2 separate regions of the Sus scrofa genome follow, and region 1 is linked to region 2. Evidence: chromatin contacts called from public Hi-C data. All regions are on one chromosome and are shown on one strand. The core of a region is the stretch at or near the end of the contact, and the rest is flanking DNA. Distances in the headings are between cores, read along the strand shown. Region 1 has its middle 41 kb from the start of TSC22D2. Region 2 has its middle 200 kb from the start of TSC22D2.

Region 1 (6,332 bases), core at 2,832-5,331, 160 kb after region 2:
TGTTGTGTTGTTTTTCTTAGTACTATTAGCTTCTAGAGGGCAAAAATCTAAGCTACATTCATTCTTGGCACCTGGCACAGAAACAAACAAATGACAAGCATATTAGTTGTTTATTGCTATGTTTTTAAAAAAGAATTATTTAAGATTGCTTAAGATGCTAAAAATTAGTGGCTTATCTAAAAACTAGTGGCTTATCAGGTTAAGGATGCAGCATTGTTACTGCTGTGGCGTGGGTTCAAGTCCCAGGCCTGGAAACTTCTAGAGGCCATGGGCACGGCCAAAAAAAAAAAAAGTTAGCATCTTAAAGCAACAATTTTGTTATTATTATCTGACAGTTTCTGAGGGTCGGGAATCCAAGAGCAGCTTAGTTGAGTGGGTTCTGGCTTAGGGTCTCACAAAGCGCAAATCAAGGTGTCAGGCAAAGCTGCAGTCATCCAAAGGTTTGACTGAGGCTGTGGAATCTGCTTCCAGGATGGTTTACTCATTCATATAAGTGTTGACAAAAATTTTCACTTCTTCTTCAGCTGTTGGCAGAGGGCCTCAGTTCCTCACCACATGGGCCTCCCTATAAGCCAGTGACAATCTTCATATCAACTGACTTTCTCCAGAGAAAGTGACCCAAGAAAGGAAGGCAAACATCACAATTTTTTAAGTAATCTATCTCAGAGGTAACATACCATGACTTTTGTTGTATTCTATTGGTCACAGAGAAGAACACTTGTAGATGCAGAAGAGTATACAAGGTGTGCATACTGGGAAGCAGGATTCACTGGGTTCCATCTTAGAACCTCACAGCCACAGCAGCACTTATTCAATGTTGGAAGGGATGAGAGAATTAATGAATGAATGAAGTGACCATCCCTGGACGGTCACTAATTACAAAGCATTTAGTAATCAAAAAATCAAAATGACCTCATTTATCTTAAGGCAATCTTTGTTACAATAAAGTCATCTCCAGATACTGACTAGGACTACAAAGAGCACTTGAAAGAGGTTCCCATGTATAATTCACCCACTCTCTGAATAGAAGGACCTTGTCATTTTTCAGGAAAATGGACTCAGACCCAGGAAGATGGGGTGATTGACTTGAGGTCACTGAGAAGGTCAGATGACCCAGGAATAAACTCTCTGTCCACTGAGAATTACCAGAATGAGTTTTAGATGACCACACCTTCTGGGTGCCGTTCAGTTGTTTAGAATGTTGAGTGTTCTCTGATCTTCATTTAAAAGGAGCTTCGGGGGAGTTCCCATCATGGCTCTGTGGTTGATGAATCCGACTAGGAACCATGAGGTTGCAGGTTCGATCCCTGGCCTTGCTCAGTGGGTTAAGGATCCAGCGTTACTGTGAGCTGTGGTGTAGGCTGCAGACACGGTTTGGATCCCACGTTGCTGTGGCTCTGGCATAGGCCGGCAGCAACAGCTCCAATTCGACCCCTAGCCTGGGAACCTCCATATGCCGTGGGAGCTGCCCAAGAAATGGCAAAAAGACAAAAAAAAAAAAAAAAAAGGAGATTTGGGAGTCCAGGGGATGGCCAGCTCATAGCACATCAATATGTTAAAATGTTTCCTTATCTGATTTTGGTATGAGACACACTTTCCCACTAAATCTTAATCTCTGGTATAAAAGCAGAACAAATACCTGGCCATGCTTACAGATTTTTCTAGAAGATTCTCACATTACTCAATAGCTGTGTACCCTAAAGAATAATTCATAGCCTTATACCTTCATTTTGTCTTTTTGTGTCACACTAGTTCCCTGTATGTACTGTCCTTTCTTTAACTTCTAATATCAACCTATTGTAATCCTACCAGCTCTTCTAGCCAAGTCTCTGCTCCTTCAAGAAATTTCCCTGATTATTTCCATGTAAAGAGTTCTCTTCCTTATTGGACCAACTCTATCTCACAATTTGTTTCACTCTATGGCTCTTGAGTCTGTTTTATAAGTACTTATGTGTATGCAGGAGTGTCACACATATTTTTATTCTTTAATGCCCCAAAACATTGTTACTTAAATTAATGAATAGATACATTTGATTTTCTATAATAGAATGACATTTTTTAAAAAGCTCTTTACTCTTGAAAACTCTAAGGTAAATGTTTTTGTAATATTCAAACTCTTTCATAAACTTTTCTTGTTTTTTTGCTTGTTTGTTTTTGCTTTTGGTTGTGATTTCAGATTTTTGTTAAGTTATTACACTCTCAAAGGCAGGACCCTGGCAGAGGTTATACTTGTGCAGTGTTGATACGCTTCTCCTTTAAGAAAATTAAATTCACTAATCACATTCATTTCTAAAGCCCTTTGAAAATGTGTCATGCTTAAGGGTGGCCACATTCCAGAGAACAGAATGTGTGCTACAAAACGAAAGGAGGCCGGGGGTGGGGAGGAAACCCTTTCAAGACAAGAGAACTGAGCATGTGCAAAGCTCTGCTCTAAGCCAAGGAGGGCAGAGCAGTGTAGTTTTGGAAATACGGAGGGGAATGAAAAGAGAAAGGGAATATAAGGGAGAGAGGGGAGTCTGACCACATCCAAGACATCCTCCTAGAATCTGCCAATGGAGAGTGGCACTCAAGGAAGGGCGCCCTTAGAGCACAGCTGACTTCCAGGCCTCTTCTGGCATCTCTGTAGCAGCGCCCACCCTTTGGGGATGCTCAGACCAAGCTCTGGTTCCTCACTCTCTGTGACTTCTGAGAGTCCATCCTTTTCCCTGACATGTGATCTGTTACCCTGCCCCAGAGTTGTAGTTTTGGATTTTTGAGAAGTAGTGTGATATGATGGAGTCCAATGGACTTGGAAATCTCCTAGCTCTGCTTCTTAGAAGCTGACATGTTATCCAATATCTCATAGCCTCAATTTTCTCATCTATAAATCAGGGATATTTATACCCACAATGCATGTATTATTGTGGATTACAGGTATCATAGGATTGCTGTGAAAGTTACACTTCAGTAAGTACTGGATAGTAGCAGCTATGAAAAGCAGTGTAGTATGGTGGTTAAAAGCATGGAGTCTGGACCTTCTGGGTTTGAGTGCTTGTTTCATTACCTACTCTCTGTATGATTTGTGTTCTCTGTGCTTCAGCTTCCAAATCTATCAAATGGGGATAGTAATAGCATAGTTTCTATCTCACAGAATTGATGAAAGGATACAATATAACACAGTGTTAGTCACATGAAAAGCATTCACAAGATCAAAGTAATAGTAGTGGTTGTTTTTGTTGCTGCTGTCGTTGATGCAGTGGAGGGCAATGGTTAACACTGTGTACTCTAGTGCTGAGCTACCTGGGTTCAGGTCCTCGTTCTACACTTTACCTGCTGCAGGATCCCAGAGTCTTCGTTCCCTCATCCGTAAATTAGGAAAAATGATAGTATCTACTTCATAAGATGAAATAAATTTCTCTGTACAAAATGCCGAGTGCTGGTCCTTAGTAAACGACAAACATGAATGGCTTCTACTGTTCAGCACAGGGAACTGCATGTGTGTGAATGAGTCACTTTGCTGGACAACAAAAATTGAAGAAACATTGTAAATCAACTATACTTTAATAATAATAATAAAACAAACAACGTGAGCCATCATTAGCACACATTCCAAGCAGCCATAGCTCCAGTTTTTATGCATGTCTGTGGGTAATTTTAAAACTCAATATTTCGTACAATTAAAGTTTATGTGTTCCGTGGTAATTAACCTGAACTACTAGTTCCCTTGGAAATAAGCCAGGCTTCTAACCATAAAAGATTTTCTACTGGGTCCCAGCTGACCACCTTTTCCGTGTCTATGTGTATAGCAGATGGTGAGCTGCATTTTTTTTAAACTCTTCCTTCCAAAGAGAAGACTGTCAAGTTCTCAGAAAAATTAAATGCCCCCATTACAAAAGAGAGCCATGGTCTCAGCCCTCTCACTCCACACCTTAATGACTGGCACTGTGGAGTCCCACATAAAGGGAGAGACCTCATAATTAGGCATGTTGGAGAATCTCTTTGTGTGCTGCAGACTGTGGTTTTCAGCAATACACCAAAAGCCAGCCACTTCCACTCACATTTTTACTTTGCTCTCCGGCTGTACGGCAGTAACAGTACAAGTTATTCGTTCAGATACCGGAAAGGCTGACAGTCCAGGAAACCTTTTTTTTTTTTCCTTTTCTTCAGCCAATAATCTTGTGGCCTGGTGATGTCACTCAACAATTATGCAATATGACTTAACTGTTGGATAGGTGACAGGAATTCCACTGACACCAAGATCACAATGAAACTGTTTAGCTACTAAATTAGTCATATTGTACATTAGCGATAAGTCACTTTTAAACTGTGATTAACTGCCAGTTCAAACAGCACTATTGTCTACTGAGGGAAGTCAGAGCCCCATCACTCACAGTTTAAATGATCACATCCAGTTATGCTGGCTTCTGAATAATGCAAATGAGGTGCTTACTGAACTTCGAGACATCAGAAGCCACTTAAAAAGGAACACATTGTGAAAAGAACATGCTTTCTATCCTCTTTTTTGGGGGAAAAATTTATACACTATTTCCCTGACCATGTCCTAAAATCAATCATTTCTATCTCTTGATGATTTCCCCAAGCTAAATAGGATGAGAATAGGATCCTGTTTCTCAATGAAGACAGGGATTATTTCCTGTTGTTTTCTGTTCTAACACAAGCTGGCCTCTGTCCTACAAATCAACAACACTGTGAAAGGGGACTTTTTATTGACCACAAGCCACAAGATAGGTATCACTTATTCCAATGCATCAGTTAAAATAATGCTTAAATTCTCCCATTCAAAAAGCAGTAGATGTGTGTTAGAAAATTTTAGGAAATACTAAAACCTATTAAAAAAAAAAAAAAAAGAAGAAGGAATGGCCCCACAATCTCTCCCTCCCCAAACAGCCATAACTAGAAGTCTGTACATTTCTTCCAGTCTCAGTAACAAATGAGTACAACAGCCTAAGGAACTCACTCCTTGTGTGGCAGTGTGGTAGATGCTGGGTATAGAAAGATAAGATTCAATCCTTCTCCTTTAAGAAGCACACAGCTTAATGTAATGGGGTATCTGAACACAAAAGAGGCATTTAGTGCAGGCTGGAGAGAATGGAATGTGGAGTGGAGGAGATGGAAGGGATTATCAGAGCAGATTAGATATATCCTAGCTCAGGGCTACTCAAAGTGTGGTCCACAGGGTAACACTAGCTCCTACAAGCTACCTAGAGAAACTGAGAGAAAGCCTGTGAAAATTTTGGAGCAATTTGACAGAGTAATTGTATGTCTTTTAATCCAATAATAATTTTTAAAATTGGACCTGCATTTTGTATGTGTTTTTTATTTCATTTTTGTGGTCTGTATTTGTATTTTTTTTTTTGAAAAATGAATCCACAATGGATTAGAAAGTAAAAATTTTAAAAACTCCCCCAGTCACTATAAATAGTTTAAAAACCACTGTCCCCAGGGACACAATAGCTTGGCTAAGTGTAGGGTAACCCAATGTCCTGGTTTGCGCTAAACCTGGCACCGTCCCAGGCAAACCAGCATGAGTTGGCCACCTCACAAGGGTCTAATCCAAGAAAAAGTTAGCTTCATGAGAGAATAGATTAAATGAAGGGGAATCAATGATCAAAGAAATAAGAGAAGAAAATTTCTCTGAGGTGAAGAGGGTTCACTCATGGCCAGGAAAGATTATTGAAAAGAGAGCCATAGTTAGCTACATCTTGATGCAATGTTAAATTCCAAGGATTGAGAGAAAGATCTTGTAAGATGACATACGCACAGCAAACTGAAGTGAAAAAAATCAGTTATTAAGGTGGCAAAATACAGTGTTTATATTATACCCCTTTAAGAGAAAGATATTTGCTTTAGCTTTCTGAACTAAGAAAGAAAAGAAATAAAGAAGAATTATCCTGGAGTTCCCTGGTAGCCTAGCAGTAAAGGATGCAGTCTTATCACTGCTGTGGCTCAGGCTGTGACTCAGGTTCAGTCCCTAGCCCAGGAAATTCTGCATGCCACAGACATAGCCAAAAAAAAAAAAAAAATTGTACTTTAAATACAAATATAATAATGAGGGTTATAAAATGGAAGTAGGAAACAATACTCTCAAAGAGGAAAATGCAAACATGTTGACATTATTAACATAATTTATTTGATTTGGCATCAAATTTGGCTCTAAGCTTCTGGGTTGGTAATGGGGAGGTTAGGAATAACAGTCATTCAAATTGCTGTTATTATGATGAAGGAAAGTGTCAGGAGTTTCTCAGCAAGACATTTTTTCCTAAAATTAAAATCTGAAGCAAATTCTCTCAAAGAGTTCAATATTGGGGGCATCAAGTGGTGTGGTAAACTGT
Region 2 (6,184 bases), core at 1,360-3,859:
TACCCCGCCCGGGCCACGTGCTCAGAATGTTCAGTCTGTCAGAGACCTCGGAGTCCTAGCTGGGCTCAGGGACACCTTGCCTCAGCCCTGGTGACGTGGACACTGTGCACTCCAGGCCTCACACCTTCCGTGGAGCCCCAACACCTCCTGGCACTGTTCTCCAGTGTCAGCTGGCCTGCCACCCAAGATGCTGTTCCCCTCACCCTCCCAACGTGAATGCCACACACCAGGCCTTCCACCCTTAGTGGTACCCACCAGCCTCAGGTCGCCCGCACCCATGGATTCTTTCTTGCTTACTTGGTGACTGTGACTCTGACCCAGCAGTCCAGTGAAGAAACCGCCATCACTGGCGTACTCAGCCATGCCTTCTCCAACTGAGTCGAAGCCCCAATAATCTTATTTATTTATTAATCTTGAGAACCCTCCCTTAGATACGGAGTCCCCATAGGTCTCTTTACATTGTCATTACTTTCCTATCAAAATGAATAATTCTTTATATTAAATGTCTCCTATTTGAATGACTGTGTGGTTGCTGTTTCCTGAGTGTACTCAGACCAGCACAATCTTGAATGGCTGCTAACATCCCAAGAGACAGCCAGGATTATGTGGTCTTGTTGGAAATGTACAACACACCTATAAAGTTTTGTTGTTAAAACCTCACTCTGATCAAGCCTTAGATTTAACTACAAGCACTCAAGAAATATACAGGACACAAGAACATGTAAAAGGATACTATCAGAGGCCATCAGCAAAATCCAGGCTGTGGCAAACCCCACAGGAAAAATAATCGGAATTCTTCCACAAATGAGAGAAAGAACCTACAAGTTAAAAGAGACTTAAAAAGGTTATTCACCAACTAAAATTCATAGGCATTCTTTAGATCTGGATACAAACAAATTATTTTTAAAAAAATATGAGACAATGGAGGAAATTTACTGGATGTTCAATGACATTGAGCTAATTATTATTTTTTTTAAACATAAGAGCTAATGCAGTATATATGGGTATATGATGGTACTAGACAATTATTTTTCTTTTTAGATATAATGATAACGTGGATATTTTTAAGAGCTTTGATAATTTTAGATTTACTAACTAAAATATTAACAAATGAAATGGTATGATGTTGGGGATTTGCCTCAAAATAATCCTTGCTTGGGGGATGGAAGAATATATTGTCCATGGGTTGATAATATTGAAACTAGGTGATGAGTACCTGAGTTGGCTTTGGAAAAAATTTTTAACACTCCTACAAATTGATAGGGAAAAAAGGCAACCTAAATGAAAAATAAACAAAGGGTGTAAATGGGCAATTCATGAAAGAAATATACATGGCCAAAAAACATATGCAAAGTGCTTAACCTTGCCAGTAACGAAGAAGTGGCAAATATGAAAAAGCAATGAAAGATCAATAAGAATAGGGGGAAAGAGGTATTCCCACCGGTATGACCATATTGAAGGATCATTTGGTAGAATTCTTCAAAATTTGAAATGTGCATTTCTGTAAACTCAACAGTTTCGCTTGAGGTATACCTATCTTAGAGAAATGGTCAAATGGGTGGACAAGAATATCAGTCTATTGAAGTATTTTTTTTGAAATGGCAGCACCCTAGAAGCAAAACAAATATCCATCAATGGAGAAGTGGTTAACAAAAAGTAGTTAAAACATGATATAGGGGCCCTCCCACAGCAGTTAAAAAGAAAGACCCTGTGGGCTGATGTGGTTAAGAGCTCTAGGACATATTGTTAAGTGAAAAAATCATCTTACAAAGGACTGTGTTCCATTTGATCTCACTTCTGTAAAAATAAAACTAAAATACCTAGAACAAGTCCCCCTAAAAATGGTATATTTGTAAACATTCACACATGTATGTATGACTTGGTATATATATATCTATATCTCTATATATCTATATATAGAGATATAGATATACACACACACACACACATATTCTGCTTCGTTGATTTTTTGTAAGAGTACATCCACAGTGCTTGTGTAATTTTCTTTCACTTTATAAGGTATTTGAACATTGAATTTGGCAACAAATACAGCGTGAATGATCTGAGCAGGCGCAGTTTCCATGGTGCAATGGGAGATGGACCATCATGGACTGGGAGCCTGGTAGGTCCTCCTCAGAGGTTATGCCTCACGCCAGGCGCTGCCCCACGCTCCCCTCCAGGTCCCATCAGTGCAAAGGGAACCAGCCAAGCTGTAAGATGCAGAAACTCAAACACACACATTTTTCCTATTTAAAAAGATTTCCTAAATGTGTCTTGTCATAGGATTTTAGGGCCAGGAGGGATCTTTGAGACCAGCTCATTCAGTCCTGATTTTTAAGGATGAGAAAGCTAGGGTCCAGAGAATCTCAAAGAGTAACCCAAAAGCCCCCAGACTGTTTGGCTACATACCAAGAGCACAGCCGGGAAAGCATGCCCAGGAAACTTCTGAACGTTTGGGAACCATGAGGAAGTAACTGGGGAATTATGTGTTCAGGACGAGCATCCAGATTAGAATTCCTGCAAAGTTGCTGACAGCCACATATGAGTGACCACATCCAGCGATAAATCACCAGGATCAGGAGAATGAATCATCCCAGGCTTTGTTCTTTGTAGGACAGCACATTTTTCTCTGGCTCTCTCTGTTCTATATCAGGAGATTGTTTCCACCGGGGTCACTGGGCTGAAGGACCCACTAAATTTGGCCTCATTCCTGTCTTGGCAAGCTGCCGTGGCCAGGGTGATGGAGGAGTGTTTACACGTGTCAGGTCCCAGGAACATTTTCCCTGTTCTGCCTGATAAAGCCCAGAGTCAGATGGGCAGAGTGGTGAAAAGAGCACTGGACGAAGAGTCAGCCAGCTCGGAACTGGATTCTGTTACACCATGAACGCAGTTGTATAAGCTTGAGCCAATCACTTGGAAGTCTCTAAGCATGCAAAATCAACAGGTCTTGTGTTTTGGGAACCTGTTTGGGAATGAAAGTAGCTTCCAGCCTGAGGACCCACTTTCAGAATAGGTCCTCTCAAACAGAGTGAAAAAAGAAACACAATGTTGGGCCATAGTTGTATAGAACCAAGGCCAGACACAAAGGAAAGGACAGGAAGGACAAAGTAGCCATCATTATTCCATCTGTGTCCAGGGAGAGCAAGTCAGTTCATTCTCAGAGCCAACTCTTTGTTTTTTGTTTGTTTGTTTGTTTGTTTTGGCTGTGCCCATGGCATGCAGAAATCCTGGGTCAGGAATTGAACCTGTACCGCAGATGTGACAATACCAAATCCTTAACCCACTGCTCCACCAGAGAACTCCAGAGCCAACTCTTTGTAGTGGCTGCCTGGAGCAATGTGTTGGGAAGGATGAGAATTAAGGTGGCGCTCAGAGAAGAATATTCTCTCATCCATTAATGACGTCTGCCACAGGTGAGGAGGGGATAGAACGGGATAGGGCCCATCATGTTTTTGTTATTCCTGCACCCAGTTACTACATTGATGTTCCTATAACCGTGAGCCCATAAACCCAGTGCAAAGCAGGAAAATGCATGGGATGAAATCTTAGAAAATTTCAGGAAGCTGGCTCATTTGGGATAACAGAGCAAGGAATAAGGAAGGCTGGGTTCTGTTCTTTGGTCTGTCATTAAATAATTAATAATCTTGGCAGAAATCATTAACAGGTTGAGATCCCTATTGAAACCGAGTCCCCCTAAAACTGAGTTCCCCTCCAAGTTTATGATTAACCTCTCCTTCCAAAACTTTTTTCCCTTTCTTGTTCTACCCCTATTTCCCTCAGGATTGAGGAGTATCAAAGAAAAGGGGATATGGAAGCCAAACAGGATCCTGCAGGGCCCTCCCAGGTACAATCCCCTCTGATTCCCTCCGCATATTGTTTGACCTTCCCTGAGTTCCAAAGAGCAGACCTAAGCAGTTAATGATTAAAACGACGGAGTTACAGAACCCCTTTCTTCCAGAAGGTATATACTTAACAAGCTGAAGCATATCTTTGAGTTCTTCCACGGAAACTAAGACCCCCATGGTGACTCCGTGCTGACCACAAGCACATAGTCCCCCAGCCTAGTTAGAACCAGAAGGTGGAGGATTAAGATTCTGGAAACAGCACTCTGTTACCTCACCACCAACCAATCAGAAAAATGTCCATGAGCTGATCACCCTGTGACCTCCACTCCTAATGTTGCCTTAAAAAAACCTTCCCTGAAAGCCATGGGGGAAGTTAGGGTCTTTTTTGTTGTTGTTGTTCTTTGTTTTTTGCTTTTTAGGGCCGCACCCCGGCATATGAAGGTTCCCAGGCTAGGGGTTGAATCAGAGCTACAGCTGCCAGCCCACACCACAGCCACAGCAACACAGGATCCGAGTCCCGTCTACGACTTACACCACAGCTCATGGCAATGCTGGATCCTTAACCCACTGAGCAAGGCCGGGGATTGAACCCTCAAACTCATGGTTCCTGGTCAGATTCATTTCCGACGTGCCACAACGGGAACTCCCCTGAGTTTGGGTTTTTTGAGCATAAGCTGATCTGCCTGCTCTCCTTGCTTGGCACCCTGCAATAAACTCTGAGCTTTCCTTCACCACAACCTTGCTACCAGTCAGGCAAGTGCACCCATGATCAGCTTGGTAACACTGTGTTCTAGCATCAAAGCTAATTGAAAGGTCTTTGGAAGTCAGCATGGCTTATGCATCATCTCTCATGGTCCTGCAGCCACAAAAATATTTCCTATGGGCAGTTTGACCTAGTTTGTCTTGTTTTAATTAATGTTGTACAGGTTTTTTTTTTAATAAGGTGATTTATCTATATTTCCATTGTGATATATTTAAAAGGGAAGAAATGACAGACCAAAAGAAAATTTTCTGTATTTTTTTTATCATTTGGATCCAACATTTGACATCTTGTTGTATTTCTTTGTTATGAAGAGAATTTGAGGTAAATGCCTTCTTTAATAAATAGTAGATTAACCTTTTTTTTTTTTTTTTTTTTTTAGTCTTTTTAGGACCACTCCCATGATATATGGAGGTTCCCAGGCAAGGGGTCAAATAGGAGTTGAGGCTTCAGACTATGCCACAGCCACAGCAATGCCAGACCCAAGCCACATCTGTGACTACACCACAGCTCAGGGCAATGCTGGATTCTTAACCCACTGAGCAAGGCCAGGGATGGAGTCTGCATCCTCATAGATGCTAGTCAGATTGTTTCTGCTGAACCACAATGGGAACTCTCCTAGGTTTACCTTCTTTTGGTAATGCTCAGGAAAGTAAACCACATCCCAGGACAATGGGATACATTAAAAATTCATTAAAAATTAATAAAATTAATTGGTAATTATAGTTTCATGTTAAGATAATTACTTTTGTTATGGTTACTGAACAACTAAGCAGGGCCAAGTGAGGGTGACACTCTTTATGCCAACATCACTTCTAAGTTTGCATATAAAATTGATGGAAACCAGGACCCTTTGTGAAGTTATATGTAAAAGTGAAAAAGGACCAGAAGGTAACACGTAAAAATAATAAAATAAGTCATAAAAATAATACATTTTTAAAATTTTTACTTGATGTGTATAAGTGCATTCAATAAAATAAAATAAAAAATCACTTGCAAATGTGAAGGGAAGCCCTCTGATGGTTTTCCAAGGTGGGGTGGAACATTGCACGATACTGGCTAGACTTATGGGCACTGAAGTCAGACTGGCCAAAATCCTGGCTCACCCAAATAATGAGGATAATAGTGCTACCCACCTACAGAATTGTTGTGAGGATTAACCGAATTAACCAATGTGTGGTGTTTAATTTTATGTGTCAACTTGACAGAGCCAGGGGGTGCCCAGACACTTGGTTAAGCCTCCTTCTGGGTGTGTCTGTGAGGGTGTCTCTGGGTGAGATTAGCATCTGAATCAGTCATCTGAGTATAGCAGATTGCCTTCCCCAGCCTGAGTGGGCCTCATACAATCCTCTGACAGGCCTGAATAGAATAAAAACGCTGAGTAAGGGAGCATCCTCTCTCTTCCTCTCTCTGCCTGTTGTCAAAGGAGGACATCCAGTAGTTTCCTGCTTTCAGACTTGGACGTGAACTAGAACTAGACCCTTGGCACCACTGGCTCTCCAGCTTGCTGACTGCAGATCTTGGAATTTCTGACCCTCCTGTTATCACAGGATCCAACCCTTTATAATAAATCTCTTTA

The links. A called contact is a pair of places that touch in the nucleus more often than the background predicts.
Region 1: a contact with region 2 is called in a Hi-C map of liver, with 5 times the contacts expected there. The contact joins two enhancer-like sites. A contact is called at or near these places in 3 of 47 Hi-C or Micro-C datasets (liver and skeletal muscle).

Annotation. Positions count from the first base shown.
Region 1 is chr13:90,596,035-90,602,366 of Sscrofa11.1, forward strand. No RefSeq gene overlaps it. Among named protein-coding and RNA genes, the nearest start is that of TSC22D2, 41 kb to the right of the region's middle. Within about 2 kb of position 4,082, at least 37 of the 83 cell types and tissues checked have an H3K27ac peak or open chromatin away from gene starts, as enhancers often do. A contact at or near this core is called in liver, where this site is marked.
Region 2 is chr13:90,439,947-90,446,130 of Sscrofa11.1, forward strand. No RefSeq gene overlaps it. Among named protein-coding and RNA genes, the nearest start is that of TSC22D2, 200 kb to the right of the region's middle. Within about 2 kb of position 2,610, at least 23 of the 83 cell types and tissues checked have an H3K27ac peak or open chromatin away from gene starts, as enhancers often do. A contact at or near this core is called in liver, where this site is marked.